Regions from separate parts of the Cyprinus carpio genome. Here region 1 is linked to region 2. The links are chromatin contacts, called in public Hi-C maps. All regions are on one chromosome and are shown on one strand. Each heading gives the region's core, a stretch centred on a gene start, on an enhancer-like site or on the middle of the called end of the contact. The rest is flanking DNA. Distances are from core to core; before and after follow the strand shown. Region 1 holds the start of kiaa0586 (protein TALPID3). Region 2 overlaps kiaa0586 (protein TALPID3).

Region 1 (7,309 bases), core at 1,300-3,799, 72 kb before region 2:
CTTCTCATTTCTAATAAAGTTTTGAAATATTCAGAAATATTCTTGTTTCTTTGTCTTTATTAACTGGGTAAAAACTCACAAAAGACAGAGAAAAATGCATTCTTGTTTTGTTTTGTTTTTTTAGGACAAAATAATGGACATCATTAGAATTTTCCTTCAAATTTAAATTCCACTATTTTATTACAAGATTAAATCCATATGTCTTGATGGGAATCTGAACAAAAACTACCACGATGTGGAAATACTTCACATTTAATTTTCAGTTCACTCAAGTTTCATTGATATGTCACAATGCAAAATTGCAATAACGGCAAAGGATTTAAAAAGGGGCAAAAATCTATTTATTTTGGACTGAATTACCACTCATATGGCCATGTTTTCTGAAATTCATCTAGCCAGTCAATACCAATAAAATCTACGCACAACTTACACTTGTTAAAGGAATTGATAAGTTTAATAATAAAAAGATTCAATAATTTGCTGAAAATTTACTCGCCCTCAGGCCATCCCAAAATGCAGATCAGTTTGTTTCTTGGGAACCGGTTTGAAGTAATTAAGTAAATTAAAGTAAATTGCTCCCCAATGGCAGTGAATGGGTGCCGTCAGAATGAGAGTCCAAACAGCTGATTAAAACATCACAATAATCCACAAGTTATCCACATGACTCCAGTCCATCAATTAATATCTTGTGAAGTGAAAAGCTGTTTGTAAGAAGCAAATCCATCATTAAGATGTCTTTAACTTAAAACCATTGCTTTCTACAGTCACAAAGTAATCTTGTCTGAATCGATTGATGTGAGAAGACAACAGGGCATAGATTTATGGATTAAGGACTGATATGTGAAAATTTCAAAGTTAAAACAATTTGATGGATTTATTAAAAACGCAGCTTTTCACATCACAAGATTGGTGTCTTGTGGATTACTGTGATGTTTTTATCAGCTGTTTGGACTCTCATTCTGACGGCACCCATTCACTGCAGAGGATCCCACTGGTGAGCAATTGATGGAATGATGAATTTCTCCAAATCCGTTCCCGTGAGGAAACAAACTTATCTACATCTTTAATTTTTGGGTGAACTATTCCTTTTAATCTCATTAGCTAAATTATACATGAGACTGAATATTAGAGTTGACTAATATTTTATTTTGGAGCACATTAACATAAAAACAGTCAAGATCTTTCGTGTTTTAGGGAAGACCAGCATAATGGTCAAAACGAGAGTGTCTGTCCTTTGGGAAACTAAAATTTCCGACGATCCAGTTAGAGGACTTCTCACAGTATTCGCAGTGCCTGCGTCCTCTGCCATGCCGCTCTGCTCCATGCTGGAATAGAGAGACCCTGGCGAAACAGTCTGGAGTTCAGTCCAGCAGCAGATGATTATCGTGGCTGTCCTAATAAACCGGCTTTAGCAGCCAACGCTTCATTCTGCTGGATGTGATATTCCTGAAAGCGCATGGAGATCCTCTGCGTCATCTTCAGATACTTCTGTAAGCAGCTCTCAGAACATGAAGTCTGGAAACACAAGTTACAATTTAAATCAAGTTAACTGACTCATTTTGTTTTAAATGATCTGTTTATCCTCTTGCAGAAATAGAAGCATAAACAACATAATCGCACACCTCTTCTGGCTTGACCTCTCTTGTGGTGAAATCTTTCACACAATCCATGAAGCAGTTTTCTGTCAGTTTATTGTAGGTTCCCAGAAATTCTTTGAACTGTCAAATACAAAGATGGACAGTTAAATAGCTACTTAATCATTTCAAAACTATAAATGTCTTAGGTTCTTACCTGTTTGATCTGGTCTGATTCAGTGACCTGAGCTGCCATTGTTTTGATTGACACTGCGGAGGCTGCTAAATAAATACATGTTCTTTTCTAACAGAGGCCTTGAAATGATATCAGTGTAATGATGAGTGGCTACATTAGACATTAGCATTATATCACATGTACATTTATAACACTAAATATGCGAAACATGCCTTCCAAAAATAAATATATTAATAAGCGTTTTATAATAAATAAGATACAGACAATACATATAACAAGAAGCAAAGCGCGTTTAAAAAAAAAACCCAAAACAAACAAATAAAAAATAAAAAAACATTAAATATTTTACCTTTGCTGTCAGAGCCAGAATAAGAGCCCTTATGAAATAAAAAATAAAATCGCGTATTATACTATGATTTAAAAAAAAGTGAAAAAAACAAAAAAAATTATATTTGTATTTTTATGTAATATATTATTACATATTAATATTTTTTGAAATTTTATTGAAATGCTTTATTAGCATCTTATTTTAACATAAAAATATTAAATATAGTTAAACAGTTTTTTTTTTTTACATTCTCAGTCCTTTTATGATTACTTGTGCTACAGCATAAAAATGCAAAATCAAAATCTTCTGGAATTTCTCACTTATTATTTATTTATTATTTAAAAAAATAGGGATAAAGGATATTATTAATTAATTTATTTTTAAACACAAACATTTATTTCTTATGTTTACCAGATCAAATAAATTCTACTGAGGACCAAATCCGGGCAGCAGTGTCACGATTGAAACGCAGGGAACTTTTATTTTGAAAATCTCGCGATCATGTCGTTGTTTCCAGGATCACAGTTGTGAAGTTTTGTTGTCAGCAACAACCGACGCTGAGAAAATAACTGGATTTACATCAGAAATGAGCTGAAAGAAAACATCCTTTGAATATCACATTAAAATACTACGAAATGAAGTCGGGATTTACTGTGATAACAGAAATGAGAGGCTGAACCAACCTGCTGCTTTTAAAAATCACCTGCGGCGGGAAATTCAAAAGCAGTACTGACAACAACACATCTGTGGATATCTCAGGAAATAAAGGCAATAATCGTTATGTTGACGTCATGTTCACGGTAAGACTGTTAGAAACGCCTGAAAATGATCAAAGCCTTTGACAGCTAACCACTGGGCCTGTACATTGTTGTTATCAACTGTTTAAAGACTGACATCAGTGAAAACAGCTGTCTTATTACTGATATAATAGTGGAAATGGACCCTTGTTGTGTGTCTGTGGTCAATAACACGAACTTAAACGACTCTACATCCAGTTCTGATGCAGCAGATGTGTTAATTCGTTCGACCAGAGCTGCTTTGGCTGCCAGCAGAGAGGAAATACAGCATGAGAGTCGTAATCAAGTTAATATTTACATTAGGAGACTGTCAGACTCTGAAGATGTTCACTCTGTGAATGAGAGAGAAACCCCACCCGTCCACCGTGTGAATAATCCTTCAGCTTCAGACACAGGTAACACTAGTAGATTGAGTGTGGTTAGATTGTGACATACATTTAAGGATCAAAAGAATCAATTATTTTTTATCTGAATTCAGTTGAGCCCCATGAACAACATCCCTCTGGATCATCAAGTCAGTTTGCTGGCATTTTTGACAAAGTGAGTTGTGTTTTTTCCTTCCTACAGTTATATTTGGGTTGTTTATAAGCAATTTAAACTTGCTGAAGTTGATTACATCATTAAAAACTAAAAGTAAAGTTCCAACTACAATCATAGGCCTTCAGGAAAGAGAAAAGTAAAGTTCCAACTACAATCATGGAGATAGCAAACTCAAAGTCGAAAGGTATGATTTCTATTCTATTCTATTCTGTTCTATTGTTGTTCAGTTATACTGGTATTATATTCAAAGATAAGAAGATCAAAAACTAAAATCATGAAGACTAAAAACGTTAAGTCAGACATTGTTATTTTGTTTTGAGCTATATTGGTATTATATATAAAGTATAGCTTAAATGAAATCATGCAGACAGAAAACTTAGTCAAAAGATATGAATTTATATAATTGCATTATGATGTTTTGAATTGTATTCTATTGAATCATATTGGTATATTTTTGAATGTCACTAATGTGAAACTAATTGAAATTTCTGAACACCGCAGGTGAAGACGTGCAAATCTCTACATACTCTGCTGATGGGAGAGGAGCAGTTTCTGCAGCCCTCAAGAAAAGGTAATGCCTGATTTCATTCACTCACTTGTATGATCAAAAATGATTATTTTGTACACATGAATATTTCACTGTTTCTCAGATCCCAAAGTGTCCCTTTAAGACGTAATGTGACGGTACAAGTGTTGGACCAAGACAGATCCCAGACTCCAAGAGGCCAGTCAGAACCTGCTTTTCCATCAGGAGACCCTGGGACTTCTGCAAATGTGGCAGCCATAACAGCTGCTACTATTGCCGCCACAGCACCACTTATCAAGGTAGACATTATTAGTTTCATATAGCATTATAATATCGTAACATTCTTATAGCAATACAGTATTATAGCATTGACTTTAAACGGTCTTTGTTTGGCCCATCAGGCTCAGAGTGAGATGGAGGCTCAGATCGCACTGGTAACAGCTGAGCTGAGGAGGCTGCAGGCAGCAGAGTCCAGTGTCCAGCCGGAGAGAACTGAGAACAGTTCTGTTGGGAGAGCAGCCCACCTGGAGGAACAACTTAACCTTCTGATGCAGCAGAGACTGCAACACCTGGAGACCATCCAATGTCAGCAGATCCAGCTGCAGGTAAAAATGGCAAGACCTCTAAAAAAAAAAAAAAATTAATAATATTAATATAAAAAAAAAAAAAAAAAATTATTATTATTATTATTATTAGTAGTCATTTTATTTAATTTAGTTTTGTTTACTTTTACTTCTGCTTTTATTTTGTATTCTTTTTTGTTATTGTTTTTATTTGTTTTGTTTTGTTTTTGTTTATTTCATTTTGTATAATTTTGCTTTGGTTTTTGTTGAGTTTTATTTTTGTTTCATTTAATGTTTTGTTATTTTTCGTTGTTTATTTTTTTCTTTCATTTCATTTTCTTTTCTTTTTGTTTTATTTCTTTTTTATTTTTAGTCTACTTTATGTCAGTCGAGGATTATTACACCAAAACATTCATAATTAAGTTTTCCACCCTTGAACTAAATATATTTGCTACTGTAAATATTCTCCGATATGATAGGCTGATATAGTTCATTCTGTTCATCAGGGTTGCTTAGTACCAAATACTGAACAGATTATGTCTACTTGGCACATTGAGCATTTTTATTTCAAAAAGACTTCAATTGCAGAAATCTGTTTTAAAGAGTCACATGCTGTTGTATTGCGTCTTCGTTTCAGAGACTTGAACAGATTCTGATGAAATATTCATACTATAAAAAGACATTTGTAAAAGTTATTTTGCTAGTGTGAGATCCAGATGCATTTTGAAAGCCTCATGGCCTACAAGACTGAGATCATGTATGGAGGGTGTAAGAATGGTCAATGTGTACTTTGTGTCAGCTCATGTAATGTATATGCCTCTGGGACCTCTGGGCACCTAATTGTGGAAAGCAGAGAGAATAACATGTACAAAAAGTGACCAATACGCTTTTTGGACAGTGACTGATAACAAAACTTGGTAGCTCCGACAGAGACCAATTCAGATGGTTAGCTGGCATCTCTGGCTTGGTTGTTTTATTTTGCCTCTGAGCATTAATTCTGGAAGTCTGAGAAGGCTCTTCTCCACTGCAATTCATGAATTGATTGTGTTCATCAGCTTATCCATTTATCATATCTCCTCTATCTTTAGAATCGTCTTCTGGGATCGGCTCTGGATGTCGTAGCAGCTCGGGCGAACACAGACTCACAGTCCACCCTGCACACAGGCTCTGGAATCACCCAGATAGACTTTCTGCCAGCTCAGATCTCAGACAGTCACAGCGTCAGACTCTCTGCCACTGATAAAACCTCTGCTGGAAGCCCAGCATCTGGTGAGGCTGTTGCTGAGATTTAGTATACATAGATTTGTAGATTTGTCTTTTTACAATCTATAATCGCCATACGCTGATTGTGTCTCAATCACCATGCCATACAGAATTAAATAAATCATGTATTATACCTGATTAATACTATTATTCCTTCTAATGGTAATTATTTTTCCCCTTACTCGTCATCTATCAATACAGTGATAGATGATAAAAAATATTTGGACGGACACTTAAAGGGTTAGTTCTCCCAAAAATGAAAATTCTGTCATTACTCACCCTCATGTCGTTCCAAACCCGTAAGACCTTCGGAACACAAATTAAGATATTTCTGATGAATTGTGAGAGCTCTCGGACCCTGCCATAGACAGCGATGTAATTAACATGATCAAGGTCCAGAAAAGTAGCAAGGACATCGGTAAAATAATCCATGTGACATCAGGGGTTCAACCGTAATTGTACGAAGCTACGAGAATATGCTTTGTATGCAAAGAAAATAAAAACAACTACTTTATTTAACAATTCGTCTCCTCTGCGTCACCCTGGTGCCATTTTGGATACGTTTTTTCATAAAAAGTATTCCCCTAGCTTCGTACAACTGTACAACTATTTGAATATCTGGAAATTTAGGGTGCAAAAAAATTGAAATATTGAGAAAATCACCTTTATAGTTGTCCGAATGAAGTCCTTCGCAATGCATATTAGCAGTCAGAAATTAAGTTTTAATACATTTATGGTAGGAAATTTACAAAATATCTTCATAGAACATGATCTTTACTTAATATTCTAATGAGTTTTGGCATAAAAAAAAAAAAAATTTGAAAAAGGGTACTGAATATTGTTTTTGCATTGATTCATTTCTCCTGCAGTCTTAAAGGATGTGCTCCGGGACAAACGAACAGGTGGCCATAAAAGCCCCCTGGAGACCCCTGCACCACGTAAAGTCATTCCTAAACCCACCCACTGGACATCATCAACAAACACCATCAAACCTCAGAGATCCTCCCTCAGAAACCAAGGTGGGTTTCTCTTCTGCGTTTTTTATTCTGTTTCTTTTTATTGGCTGAAAGCAATTTGGTCATTGCAAATATTTGCTTCAGGGCCTAGATTTTATGAGTAGCTGCATTATATTAAGTGCACATTTTTTTCTGTCCACGACCCAATCAGTGCACAGTTCTGAAATATTGTTCATTGGTTAATAAATCAGTTTTACACGTGGGATTACAGTAGTATGGATGACATTCAAGTTGAAACCACTTGATGGCAGTAGCGTCACTACTGAATTTTTGCTTTTGCACCACATACAGAACTCTGCTGTAAAAACACATTTCCACTGCCTTTTTATCATTTCAGTGTAGATTTTGATTAATCAGAGGTACTGATAATCCATAACAACATTTTCTTTTTTTTTCAAGACCAGTGTGGTTGAAATTAAAAGCTTTCTAATATCATTCTGGAAAAATGAAGCATGTTGTACAATTTGTTTCAATTATTATTCAGTAATTTATTTACATGCAAAATA
Region 2 (7,695 bases), core at 3,173-5,672:
TGTTTTTGTGGCATGCCTGATACAGTTTTTTTCTCCCAGAATTCTCTGTTTATTAAAAAGTTCAAAAGAACAGCATTTATTTGAAATATATATTTGTTCTGTGACAATGTAAAATAATTTACTGTCACTTTTGATGCATCTTTGGTGAATACAAGTAGCAATTTCTTTTAAAAAAATGATCTGACCCTATACTTTTGAACATCAGTATAAGACGACAGTCAGGTATAAAGTTCGGCTTTCATTAATATACAGATAATTAACTGCAGAATGCTGTGATTGACCGTTCCCAGGCAAATATCTATTTCTTCATTGACTCTCCAAAATAAAACACAATAAATAATTCTACTCTATAAATGATATTGGTGACAAAAGAGCTTTAAAATGGTGTATAACGCTGTCTGTCTCTCGTACTCTCATTCACATGAGCAGACCAGCTCTCTCCGTTACCATGGAGACATGGCTTAGCTGCATGAGACAAAGACCTGGAAAACTGATGCGTGATTTTCTCTCTCTCTCTCTCACACACACACACACACACACACACACCTCTTAAACAGTTACAGTTTGTGTTCTTGCACTGAATGAGTCATTGAATCTTTGTAAGGATGCCGTGTAAGGACACCCTTGAATCTCACTTGTAAGATCAGAGGATATGACATCGGTTGATGAGACAGCGTTTTATTGTGTGTGTGTGTGTGTGTGTGTGTGTGTGTGTGTGTGTGTGTGTGTGTGTGTGTGTGTGTGTGTGTGTGTGTGTGTGTGTGTGTGTGTGTGTGCGTGTGATCAGCATCACGTCTGCGACCACTGCCATTTGAGGATTCCTTTAAGCTATTTCAGGACATGAAGGTTTTTTTTTTAACAATAATTCATGTTCTGTCAACATTTTCTTACCCTCATGTCAATCCAAACCTGTATGGCTCTCTTTCTTCAGTGGAGCACAAAAGAAGATGTTTTGAAGAATGTTCATGCTCCTCTTTTTCGTTCAAATGAAAGAAAGCCTGCTGAGATCCATGGCTGTCAAGCTCCAAAAGAACACCATACTGGCATCATAAAAGTAATCCTTATGACTTGTGCACTATATTTAGAGTCTTCAGAGGTCACAGACTGTAATTCTTCCGTCATTCTTCAGAATGTCTCATGGAATGACATGAGGGTGAAAAAACGATGGCAGAATTTTCATTTTTGATTGAACTATATTTCAGTTTTATCGCAACTTTAAAGGAAATGAATGACAAATCTTTTCTTAAGCATTGTGGCATAAAACTGAGTGAAACGGATTCTTAAAAAAATTTAGATCACATTTTGACAAGGTTCTTAGCAGACTGAATGATTTGGAGGAGTCCAGAATACTTCTATTATTTCACCGGTCGACATTTCGATTAAACATTGCAATCTATTACATGCTTTCAGAAAGCAGATAGGTTGAATTTCCATTTCATAACGACTTTAAATCCACACTACCCTACTTTATGGTCAAGTATCATCTTTTGTTTCACCCTGTCATCATTATCCTTATTAACTCATGCACTTACAACTTTCTAATCTCCCCAGCCGTTGATGAATTTTGTAATTTCTAGACACCGTATTGCTTCCTGACCTCTGTCTCCGTATCATTGCCTCCCAGGCCGCCGAGGAACCGCATGCTGGTGAAGATCAGGAGGAAAATATCTTTCCCGGAACCAGTTTCTTGTCCGTAGCCGACATCAGCCAGGTACATTCAATTAAAAGCACATTTCAACCCACACACTCACTCCAGCTCGTCACGTAAAGGTCATTTCACAACCTGAGGGTATCAGCCCCGATCCACTGTTTCCTACTTCATTCCCATTTGCATTTTGACCCAGCTACAAATGCCCATTCTCCACATCTCCTCCTACACAGAAATATTGGCCATCAATGGCTCAGCACTCCAGTAATGAGATTTTCTGAGCCAAAGGGTGAAGGAGAATATCGTTTTCTGTAATTAACGAAGACCAGAGAATGGATGAGAGTTTAAAATATCATTCACGGGTTGGGGAAAAATCTAATTACAATATACACGGCTAAATTGGCCTTTCAGTGAATTGATATGGAAGGGGTGTGGTGCCGTATTGCTGATAATAGTCTTTGTTCTGTTCAGGAATTCTGCTCACATCACAGCTCGCTCAAGCATACAGACAGAGACATAAGCCCCTTATATTTACCGCTAACAAGAAGCACAGGACGCCCGGCGTATTGGGCATTAGGCCGATTCTGCTGCTCGGTCGTACAAGGGCAAGGCGTCAGTTAGCACCAAAATAGCATAGCAGTCATTAGGCGGGAGGTGGAGGCAGGCAAATCTGTGCTGTTCTCACAGGCTTTTGTGGAAGGTACTGTGAAAAATAGTGTTTATAATGAGAATAAAAAATCATGCTCCAAATCACATGAGCTGTTCCACAGTGACCCCTTTTGGCCTGAGAGGGAGCGTCATCCACAGATGAAGCTCGGTTTGAGCTGATCTTCCGTGAACAGAGGTTTGCGTAGGAAGGAATTAATTTTGCATCAATGAACTGAGGGTGTTAATTGTTCTTAGATGTTTGGAATTAGAATTTGAGTGGTTGGATTTTGAAAGGTTTGCCTTATGTTTGCTCGATGAAAGCATCTATATTATGTGCATTTATGCTTTTTGTTCGTTCAATACTTTGGCAAATTGGAGGATCTATGGCAGTGGTTCAGCACCTTTTTGACTAATGAATATTGTCCAAGACAGTTAAAATGATATTGTTTTTGATGTTTTGTTGTTGTTGTTGTAGTTGTTGTTTTTTTTTACCAAAACTATATATCAAAATAATAAAATATAATAATTGCTAGTAGTGGCAATATATTAAAATAATAAAATACTTTAAATATAAATAATTAAATTTAAAATAATTATAGAATTTACTGAATGAATACTGAATGTTTTCCAGGGTTCACAGTCTTTATAAGTAATGGATTTTACTAATCAATAAATTTTACTAACAGTTTTTAATTTCTCAATAAAATTAGACACAATTTATATTCAGTATATTTTACATTACTTTTTATCATTTTATTAATTTATTTTCCATGGCTAAAAATCACACTTTTTAAAATTTATCCTATATCTAGGTTTCACAAGGCCATGGGAACTAAAATGACAAGTGTTGAGGGAACAAATTAAAATAAGAAATATTTTACTTCTTGATTTTCTTGATTTGTCATTTTACATTTTATGATCTGTTTTAACTCATTTTAAAGCAATTTTTTTTCATATTTTAAATAATTTGAAGTCATCTTGCAGCCCGCTGGTTGGGAACCACTGCTCTATGCGCATCCCTTATTACTACTGTAAGTGCTCACAATTAAAGTTAGAGATTTGAACGAACCCATTTAGTAGCATTAAGTATTGAACCTTGTCTTGCACCATTTGTGCTACGTATAATGCATCTTGTTAAAGTGATTTTTACCTGGTGGATGACAAGAAGTGTGAAAAAGTCCCGCTGACTTGCATTGAAGGATGGAAAGGAGCAATATCTAGAGACCAGAAACATCATAGAGACAAGAGAGCTTTTCATGAGCAAACATTACTCACATTTTCTTCATATTATGTAAAAATCTAGTGTCTTCTGTCTGTTGGCAGTAGTGTGACTATAAAAAGTCCTTCTGACTCTTTTTATTTTGACTCTCTAATTGTTCTAAATGGCAATTAAGAGCGGAGTTATGAGTCCAAAAAGACAAACATTTTCCAAACACCAAGAGCAATAAAAATTCAAGCGCGTTGCACAGCAGTTGTATATAATTAAGCAGTTTTTCGAGGACTGGCATGTATTCGGCCCACTTGAAGTTTTCCCAACGACCAAATAAAGGCCACAGCTACTTAAGTCCAGACCTCGGTGAACAAGCTCTCTCTCTCTCGCTCTTGGACTCCAGGCACGGATCCTTGCCAGCTCCTAAAATGTCATTCCTCTAAGTCTCCAGTGCCTCAGCTTTGGCTCAGTCAGTTCTGATGGAGCCATAAACTTCAAACGGGCTCAGCGCCCGACTGGCAGAATGCATTTCTCTCTCTCTTTCCTCTGGCGGCCGGCCACTGGAAATGAGCTAATCGCTCCTTACACAGACCTCCCTGAGTCCGGGCCAAAGGAATCTGAACATTATCCAAACCAATGACTGAAATGTTGAAAGCTGGCTCGCGGATCCAGCGATGGAATTATACAAGACAAACGTCCCCCTTTCTCTCCAGCCTCCCTTTCTGTTAAGACTGTAATGACCGCTGTGAAATTGCACACAGACTAACATATGTTTGCCATTACAGCACAGTACACGGTGTGCGCTTTTATTTGCTGTCATTTGCTTGAAAATTCAATGTCTGATCCAGTAAGCTATGTGTAACAGATTGTCAGGAAGTCTCTTAGAAAGCCATATGTTGGAGTATGTACCATAAAACTGCTGAGACTCCAGTTCTCTCAATGCTGTGTTAAATTCAGGAAACACACGGCGGACTTCCAGACTCTCCTATAGAGCTCAACGGGCTGCCGTCTCCTCCAGCTGCTCTGTATCACGGCCCGGCCTTTCCTCCACAGCCTTCCCATTCCACGCCTCTGACCGAGCCCATCCTGAGCACCATCCAGCAGAGAGAAACCCTGGAGAACAGGCTGGTGGATTGGTGAGACTCCATTATCTCTGCAAATATCATCTGCTGCACAGTTATTATGACCACAAATGTGTCATGGTTTACACAAAAATATAACTGTTCTCAACATTAATGATAATAAGAAATGTTTCTCAAGCCCCAAATCAGCACATTGATTTCTGAAAGATCATGTGACTCTGAAGACTGGAGTAATGATGCTGAAAATTCAGCTTTGCATCACAGGAATAAATTACATTTTAAAATATATTAAAACAGAAAACAGTTCTATTAAATTGTAAGAATATTTTACGATATTACCGTTTACTGTATTTGATCAAATAAATGCAGCCTTGCTGGGAATGAGACTTCTTTCAAAAACATTTTTAAAAATCTCAATGGTAGTGACCATACAAAGAACAAAACTAAATATATATATATATATATATATATATATATATATATATATATATATATATATACACACACACACATACACACTGATTAATTTATTTATATATTTATTATGCAATCCTGAAGCTTATGCAGTAGAGCATGGTGCTAGCAACGCCAAGGTCATGGGTTCGATTCCCAAGGAATGCAAGAATTGATAACGTACATATCTTGAATGCAATGTTAGTCGTTCTGGATAGAAGCGTCTGCCAACTGCATAAATGCAAATGAATATATATATATATTACCATCATCATAGCATAATGCCACTATAGCACTGTGTTGTCATTTGTCTCACAGGGTAGAGCAACAGATGATGGCCAGAGTGATCACTGGAATGTTCCCCGTCCAGATTGATCCAGCCAGCCAATCAGAGCCAGAGAATAGTGTGACATCAGACATAGGTGAGAATGTGTTATTTGTAATGTTTATGATTGTGACTTTAGGTTTTATTTTAAATTTCGAAAGCTCCCAGTTTAATAGCAATGAAGTTTGTCTGTCTGTTGTTCAACCATCATGCATCTTCACCAATTTAACAATGTGTCTGGTCAAATCAACAACACCATCAATAGCGCATGACATAAACCAGCCAGAAAAGTCGAGCTGCACCAGGTTCCAGTCTATAAGCTCATAATTTTGATTCATAGCGTCTACGAATGCAAGCAGCACATTTGTCAAGTGTCTCAGCACGCAGCAAGATTGTATTTCCTCATTAAAATGCGATTGCTTGTGCTCAGCCCCTCTACTCCTCCTCCGCTCTATCCTTCCGTCTCCGTCGCGTCACTTCTGCTCAGTCGGCGCAGAGGTCCTGCCTCATTAATTCTCACTTTTGTTTAATAGAAAGATCAATGATGTATCAAATTTGCAGAGGAGGCTCGCGGCAAACTGTAGTCAGCATATTTCCAGACTGACTGGACTCTTCCTCCTGTAGAGGAACTGTATATGTGTTTGAACGCAGAAAAAAAGGAAATGAGGGCCCTGCCAAGAATGTCAGTTCTGTATATTAGCTTTTTAATAGCGCTGCTCCAAAATGCTTATGGGTGCAAGATTTCAAAATAGGCTGGATGAGAGGTAAAGCGAGTCTCAAATTGGTTATTTGAAATTACTTTGCTGGCAAACTCAACTTGCCAGAAGGGCTTCATGGGAAATTTCTGAATATTGTGGGAATGCCAGATTTTCAGACATTAAGTGTATGCATTGTTATTATTATTTGGATGCACATTAGGATTTTTTTTTTAGCTTTTTTAAATGGATGTGAAATTAGATTTTTTTTTTTTTTTGACTGTCTTTATAAATAAAATGTGGTAAAAAAATAATTATTTAGTCAGCATTTAGAGCCAAAAAGTTATGTGTTAGAAACTCATGTTAGCTCCATACTCCTTCATCAGCCCTGTCAGTGGATAGCAAGTAATAAAAATATGAATTTTAATAAATATATATTTTTTTAATTATAAAATAAATTTCTGCTTTTGCATTTTTTTTAGTAAATATAAGCTCATTTTTTTTAGTAAATATAAATGTAAAATAAGCGTTTGTTAAATGTGAACAGTTGACCATTTGCTAAGCTCCGCCCCCTTTGGTTCCCATAGGGGAATAAATCTAAATTGGAATGGTTAATATTTCTGACTTGGAATGAATTGTAGATTCTGTATTCTGTAGATTCTTGTAGATCTTTTTTATAATTATAATTTATTTAGTATTTTTAAAAATAGCATCATTAATGTGAAAATGATTAGATGGCAACAGTTGCTGAGTTAGTATTTGTCAGTTCATTTTGATGAATTTGTTATGTGCCTTTTTAATTTAAATTTTTATTTCAAAAATGTGTTTGTTTCTATGTTAGTATTTTTCAGGTATATTGTGTTATATGCTTTTGTGGTTTTTAGTAGTTTATATATATATATATATATATATATATATATATATATATATATGTTTTAAGTATATGGTAACATAAGTATATGTTTTGCTTTAATGCAACACCTTTTTTTTTTTACAATAACAACACTGTTGCTAGGATTGGTCAGTAAACTTAATAAGGTGGAGCTTAGAAAAGAGTCCATTCTGTTTGTGTCTTTTTGCTGTCATTAAATTGCATCAGCCATCCTGTTCTTTAGATATCAGCATTGAAAAACTGGCTTTCGCTGACCACTGCTATGTACAGTACTTTTAACTGTAGCCTTGTTAACAAAAGATGCCGAACCATGTCCCATGTACACCAGATAATCCTCCGCTCTGTGTGTGTTTGTGTGACAGTGGAGGCCGCAGGTGGCGGTGGGCTTCAGTTGTTTGTGGACACAGGGGTACCAGTGGACTCTGAGCTCATAAGACAGTGTGTAAATGAAGTGCTGGCTGAAACCGTTGCAGTAATGCTGGGACAGAGAGAGACACAGAGTGAACCCGCTGCCCCTGTCCAAACACAGGGTGCTCAGGTGGTACTAGCATCCAAACACACTCTCATTCATCCAGGATGACCTTTAATACCATAAATGTGGTAATATTGTTGTAATATTGCAGAAGGCGACCGAGGTACCAACACCGGCACCCACTCCTGAGCCCAGTTCCAAAGACCCGCCGTCTCCTGTCAGAACCCCTGATCTCTCCGAGCATCTTTCTACAGCTCTGTCTCCCAAAGA

Evidence for each region. A called contact is a pair of places that touch in the nucleus more often than the background predicts.
Region 1: a contact with region 2 is called in a Hi-C map of skeletal muscle, with 2.5 times the contacts expected there. The contact joins the promoter of kiaa0586 here to the enhancer-like site in region 2. A contact is called at or near these places in 3 of 8 Hi-C or Micro-C datasets (liver and skeletal muscle).

Annotation. Positions count from the first base shown.
Region 1 is chrB17:4,608,593-4,615,901 of ASM1834038v1, reverse strand. kiaa0586 (protein TALPID3) reads left to right here and starts at 2,549. Exons shown (of 33, transcript XM_042743270.1): 1 at 2,549-2,898; 2 at 3,094-3,290; 3 at 3,374-3,435; 4 at 3,553-3,619; 5 at 3,937-4,006; 6 at 4,086-4,260; 7 at 4,363-4,566; 8 at 5,613-5,793; 9 at 6,657-6,806. The coding sequence starts at 2,879. timm9 (mitochondrial import inner membrane translocase subunit Tim9) reads right to left here and starts at 2,140. Exons shown (of 4, transcript XM_042743272.1): 1 at 2,120-2,140; 2 at 1,792-1,889; 3 at 1,623-1,718; 4 at 1,126-1,515. The coding sequence starts at 1,830. The coding sequence ends at 1,381. It overlaps arid4a (AT-rich interactive domain-containing protein 4A), which reads left to right. Exons shown (of 25, transcript XM_042743274.1): 25 at 1-37.
Region 2 is chrB17:4,538,503-4,546,197 of ASM1834038v1, reverse strand. kiaa0586 (protein TALPID3) reads left to right here. Exons shown (of 33, transcript XM_042743270.1): 20 at 1,625-1,711; 21 at 4,464-4,642; 22 at 5,360-5,463; 23 at 7,316-7,494; 24 at 7,577-7,695. Among protein-coding and RNA genes, the nearest start is that of dact1, 56 kb to the right of the region's middle. Within about 2 kb of position 4,422, at least 1 of the 8 cell types and tissues checked has an H3K27ac peak or open chromatin away from gene starts, as enhancers often do. A contact at or near this core is called in skeletal muscle, where this site is marked.